Regions from separate parts of the Mus musculus genome. Here region 2 is linked to region 1. Evidence: chromatin contacts called from public HiChIP or PLAC-seq data. All regions are on one chromosome and are shown on one strand. Each heading gives the region's core, a stretch centred on a gene start, on an enhancer-like site or on the middle of the called end of the contact. The rest is flanking DNA. Distances are from core to core; before and after follow the strand shown.

Evidence for each region. HiChIP or PLAC-seq counts read pairs in DNA pulled down with a chosen protein or histone mark.
Region 2: a BATF HiChIP or PLAC-seq map of CD8 T cells shows a contact between it and region 1, with 6 read pairs. The contact joins the enhancer-like site here to the promoter of Cd80 in region 1. A contact is called at or near these places in 1 of 15 datasets of contacts at CTCF or cohesin (large pre-B cells), 7 of 484 Hi-C or Micro-C datasets (the C2C12 cell line, CD8 T cells, differentiating embryonic stem cells and 4 more), 6 of 115 datasets of contacts at active chromatin or transcription factors (CD8 T cells, the HPC-7 cell line, effector CD8 T cells and 2 more) and 3 of 9 other capture datasets (adipose tissue, liver and pancreatic islet).

Annotation. Positions count from the first base shown.
Region 1 is chr16:38,457,509-38,460,208 of GRCm38.p6, reverse strand. Cd80 (CD80 antigen) reads right to left here and starts at 1,276. Exons shown (of 5, transcript NM_009855.2): 1 at 920-1,276. The coding sequence starts at 1,028.
Region 2 is chr16:38,502,380-38,505,079 of GRCm38.p6, reverse strand. Timmdc1 (translocase of inner mitochondrial membrane domain containing 1) reads left to right here. Exons shown (of 7, transcript NM_024273.2): 6 at 2,408-2,518. Among named protein-coding and RNA genes, the nearest start is that of Timmdc1, 19 kb to the left of the region's middle. Within about 2 kb of position 1,374, at least 16 of the 459 cell types and tissues checked have an H3K27ac peak or open chromatin away from gene starts, as enhancers often do. A contact at or near this core is called in CD8 T cells and regulatory T cells, where this site is marked.

The sequences.
Region 1 (2,700 bases), core at 27-2,526:
AGCTGCTTTACAGCAGGGCCTCGGACAGTCCGGTTTCCGGAAGTCCAGCTTCCTCCTTGTTTGTGAGAAACCAATGTATACACCACTCCTTAGAAAGCAGATCTTTTGTTTTCTGACCTTAAAAAGTTACATGTGTCAGCTACCCCATTAAAAAAATAGTAATGCAGGACATGGTGGTCCAAGTACATAGAGGCATGGCTTGCACAGATCTCCCATGCCCTCTGAATAATCCTGGAAGTGTAGCTTCTGTAAGACTGCCTTCATAGAAGCAGAAATGCATCGAGAACAAAATATTCTTTGAAGAACATCATAGGAAACACACAGCCCGTTAGAAATATCTTAAAGGCTAATTTTTTGTGCTACATCTTGGGTGTTGGCTGCCAGAGGAAGAAAGCAACACTTAAGAAGAAATATTAAGAGAAAGATTCCATACTAAGAAGTGTCTCAATTCCCCACCCCACCCCAAAGAAAAAGATCAACATTATCTTAGAGGTAGGTTACATTAATTAAGTTGTATCATAGAAACGCACTTTGGAAACCAGACCCCCAGACCAACGCTGTTGGCACATAACAAGATGTAAATGAACATCTAATAGCGATGAAGGAGGCCACAGCTCTAAGCTGCTCGTTGGTTTTATGTGTTGTTGAAATGGCAATGTCCCCACCTCTGTGTTAGAGTTGAAGTTCTTGCTTTAAGTTGCTGTATAACTTTCTGTGTGACCCTCCGCATCCTTTAACCTCATCGAACCAGAACTTTCATAGCTTTAAAGTACTCCAGAGGATACTCTGAAGGGCTCTCCAGTTCACAAAGGGAACAGGGGAGTGTCACAAAGTGAATGGAGAGATACGGCACAGACAGCATCATCTCCCTCAAAACCCCAGCGAGCTTAAGTCAAGTTCCTGAAAGTTCTTTCCTTACCTGAAGACACTTGTGAAAGACGAATCAGCAGCACAAAGAGAAGAATGAGCCTTGGACATGGAAACTTGAGGAGTGGTGTATCCTGCATCAACTGACAATTGCAAGCCATAGCTTCAGATGCTTTGGAGAACATGATGGGGAAAGCCAGGAATCTAGAGCCAATGGAGCTTAGGCACCTCCTAGGCTCACAAAAATCGAGAAACAGAGATGTAGAAAAAGAAGCCTGGATGGCATCCACCCGGCAGATGCTAAAGATGATCCTATTAGTCCACAGAAATGGAACAGAGTGTCTTTGAAGGTTGAGTTTCACAACCTGAAAAAGAGAAACTAGTAAGAGTCTATTGAGGTATAAAACTCCCCAGTAGCTCTATCTTACGACAGAGTGAGAGTTCTGAATCAGGGTGTGGCCATGAGGGCAACTCAAAGGTCCCCAGAACTCTAGGGGAGGTGACTTGTCCAGGCCTGTTCTGAGCACCGGGTGAGCACAGCTGGGTGAAAAAGCTGGGTAAAAGGATTCTGCTTGCGGGGGTGGGGTGACTAACACTAGAACACAGTGAGGTGGTTCCCACCCAACCCCATTTCACATACAACAGCCAAAAAAAAGCAGAGAACCTTCACTAGCAGCTAGGCCATGAAAGCTTAAATTCCATTCTGGACACAGAGTGACTGCCAAAAGTATATTTGTCCAAGGCAGTGTTTTAGTTAGGAAATGGTTTCTTTATATCTTAAAACAGGAAACCAAGAATCTTAAACCCAGTAAGTCCTACAGGGACATCAATCAACCGAGAAATCTACCAGTAAAAGGTAAGGAAAGAGAAGCCACGTTACGAACACCACTTATTGAGACTATGGAGTATTACATGAAGAGGCTTGTCTATCTTTTCTTTTTTCTTCCATAAAGTATCAAAATTGAGAAATGAAAACGAATGACATCCCAGCCGGGCATGGTGGTGCACACCTTTAATTCCCAGCACTCAGGAGGTAAAGGCAGAGGCAGATTTCTGAGTTCGAGGCCAGCCTGGTCTACAGAGTGAGTTCCAGGACAGCCAGGGCTATACAAAGAAACCCTGTCTCGAAAAACCAAAAAACAGAAAAGAAAGAAAGTAAGAAAGTAAGAAAGAAAGAAAAAAAGAAAGAAAGAAAGAAAGGGAGGGAGACAGACATCATGCCTACAACTGGCCTGACATGTGGATCTCTTCTTTTGGAGAGATACCCCTTAGCCAACCAGTTAGCTTGAAGAGACTTGTTACCGGCATTTTCTTGATTAGAAAAACCTCAACTTCGCCCTACAAAAATGTTTGCATCTAGGAAACACAAAAGAATCCTGATGGTGTTTTTCTAACAGTGTTGGAATGCCGCAGCCTTGAGAATAAGAGACCCCAGGAGACTGCTCTGAGGGCAAGTTATGATTGTATGTATGTTTAAAAAGCAGTGAAGTTGGGGAGTTAGGGACTGGGCATGGGACTTGGTCGGTAGAATGCTTAGCTGACATGCAGGGAGCTCTGAGTTCAATTCCCCAGCACGGTATAAACAGTGTCCTGCACTGGAGAGGTGGGAGCAGAGGAGTCGGGAGTTCCAGATTATCTTGGGTTACACTGAAAGTTTGAGGCCAGCCTGGCATATATGAGACCCTGTCTTTAACAACAACAACAACAACAACAACAACAACAAAATATGCATATGATAAGGCTGAAGATAGCGTGTTCTACTAAGGTGTCCCATAGCATGATAAATAGTAAATGCATTTACTTACTTGTTGAAGAAGATTCTTTTTCTTTTGT
Region 2 (2,700 bases), core at 125-2,624, 45 kb before region 1:
GGTTTTTGGGAAGGCGCTTACAAAGACAGTCTAGTCCTGCCATCCTCGTGTTTTCCCGTTGACGTTCTTCTGAGTGGGTTACCCTTCCTCTCTGCTTTCCTACCCACCCACCTTCCGACCACTCTGTCAGGGTTGGGAGACACTGTAAATTACGGTTTTCTTTTCTGGAGGGAGGGGACAGAGAGGTTTGAGATGCTCTGTAGGCTAGGCTAGACTTGACCTTGTTATCATCCTTGATTTCCTGAGTGCTAAGATTATAAGCATGATATATCATGCATAGCTAGATTTATGGACTTTACAGGTTTGTTTTTTTTTTTGTTTTTTTTTTTTTTCAAGACAGGGTTTCTCTGTATACCCTTGGCTGTCTTAAAACTTATTCTGTACACCAGGCTGGCCTTAAATTCACAGAGATCTGCCTGCCTCTGCCTCCTGAGTGCTTGAATTAAAGGCATGTGCCACCATGCCCGGCTGATATGTCTCTACCTCCCCAGCACAGGAGTCCCCTGTCTCCACCTCCCCAGTACAGGAGTCCCCTGTCTCCACCTCCCCAGCACAGGAGTCCCCTGTCTCTACCTCTCCAGCACAGGAGTCCCCTGCCTCCACCTCCCCAGCACAGGAGTCCCCTGTCTCCACCTCCCCAGTACAGGAGTCCCCTGTCTCCACCTCCCCAGAACGGGAGCGCAGGCACATGCTGCCACACCTGACTTTTTATATGGATGCTGGGCATCCAAGCTCAAGTCTCCTCTCCAGGCCCTAATGAAGTTGTTTTGTTTTTTGGTTTTGATATTTATTTATTTTTATTTCATATATATATATATATATATATATATATATATATATATATATACATACATATATATATGTATGTATGTATCATTAGGTCCCTTGGAAGCAGTATAAATTAAACCTGGGTCCTCTGCAAGAGCTATAAGTGCTCTTAACTGCTGCCCCTAAATCAGTCTCTTAGGATGGACCTGGTGACATAGCAGCTGTCAGGTATACCAACCAGACTCTAGAGTATGAAGATGTTTAATGACTCTGTCCCTCAAAGCTAGTAGTTTCCTTCTTCCACCAAAGGATTCCCATCCATGTCTTCCTCTCCAGGGCTGGTGCTATATGGATAAACTAGTCCTTGCATTTCCACTCTCTGTCTGTGTGTCTGTGTGTCTTTTTAACTACGTATTGATTGTGAGCTTCCATCATGCTCCCCAGTCTCACTTGTCTCCCCACCCCCTGGTATCCACCCTTGCCCTTGCAGCTTCTTCCTCCCCCAGTAAAAAGCACAAACAAGACAGGAAATACAGCAACACACAGAAAGCACCGTGGAAGCTGTGGTGTGTCACAGTGTCACACAGTACACCCCTCTGCCCACACACCTTCGTTTGCAGATGTTCACTGCAATGAGTCATCGTTCTGGTTTGAGATCTCTGGCTTCTGTGACACCCTCAGTATTGGATTCTCAGGAGGACTCCTCCAGGTTATCCTGTGGTTGTCCTGTGTCATGGAGGTCCTGCAGCTTTGGATCAGTAGGACTGACCTTTACATGTGCCCTAACGGTTCACAGAAGATACAGAAGTTAGGGTGGCCCAACTCAGAATCCTACATCTAGACCAGGGTGCTAGCTGACCTGGTCAGCCCCTGGCTACTTGTCTTCTATCTAAGCCACCCAGTGCTGCCATTGGCAGGAGGCAGGGTCAGCTCTCCCACTCTCATGCCCTCATGTCTCCAGAGCCAGTGCCATTGTGCCCAGTCAAGGTGTGGGGCCCACTCTCCCAAGTGCTGCTCCTTCTCTCATGCTGTAGGAGCTGGTTCACCCACTCCCTCTCCACCAGGATTAGCTCTATTGTGCTGCCCAGGCTAGATGCAGGGTCCACTTTCCCACCAGTGAGAGGCAGGCTCAGCTTTCCCACTCTGTGACCTCTGGGCCAGCTCTCCCAACTACCACAGGAGGTGAGGGGTAAGGGGTGGGAGGGCATCACCCCCTTTCCCACCCCACATCACAGCAGATGAGTGGCAGGGCCTGCTCTCTTATGTTCACACCCACTGGACCAGCTCACCTGCTCCCCCTCCACCAGGGCCGACTCTACTGTGCTTCCCAGGCGAGGTGCAGGACCTGCTCTCCTGAGTGCTGCAGCCAGCGAGGGGCAGGGTCAGCTCACCAGCTCTCATGGCAGAGGACATGATTTAACAAACAAACAAACAAACAAACAAACCATTTCTAGATCTATTGCTGTTTTATACCAGTCAAAGAAACTACAATGATTGTTTTCCTTCATTGTACAACCCAGGAAGAATATTACCTTAAAATTTTCTCTGTACCTGACCGTGCTCTGCTGTAGATGATTAGGGCCCTCCTGTGTTGAGCAAGCTAATGACTTTGTCCTTGAACTTTGTGTTCTGCCCTCAGCGCGCCCATGGGAAGCTTGCTGATGGCCCTGGAGAAGTACTCCGGTGAGACGGTTCAGGAGAGAAGGCAGAAGGAATGGAAGGCCTTGCACGAGCAGAGGCTGGAAGAGTGGTAAGGAGCCTGGAAAGGCACAGCCCAGACAATGGACGGAGGATCTCAGAAGCACTGCTCCGGCCGCGGCAGTTTGCTCTTCCTGAGCTGTCAGTCCATCTAGTCTGTATTGTCTTCTAAGTCTGACCATTAGAGAGCAGGAAAATGAAAGGCACTGATTTTACTTTTTAATCTGACCAGGC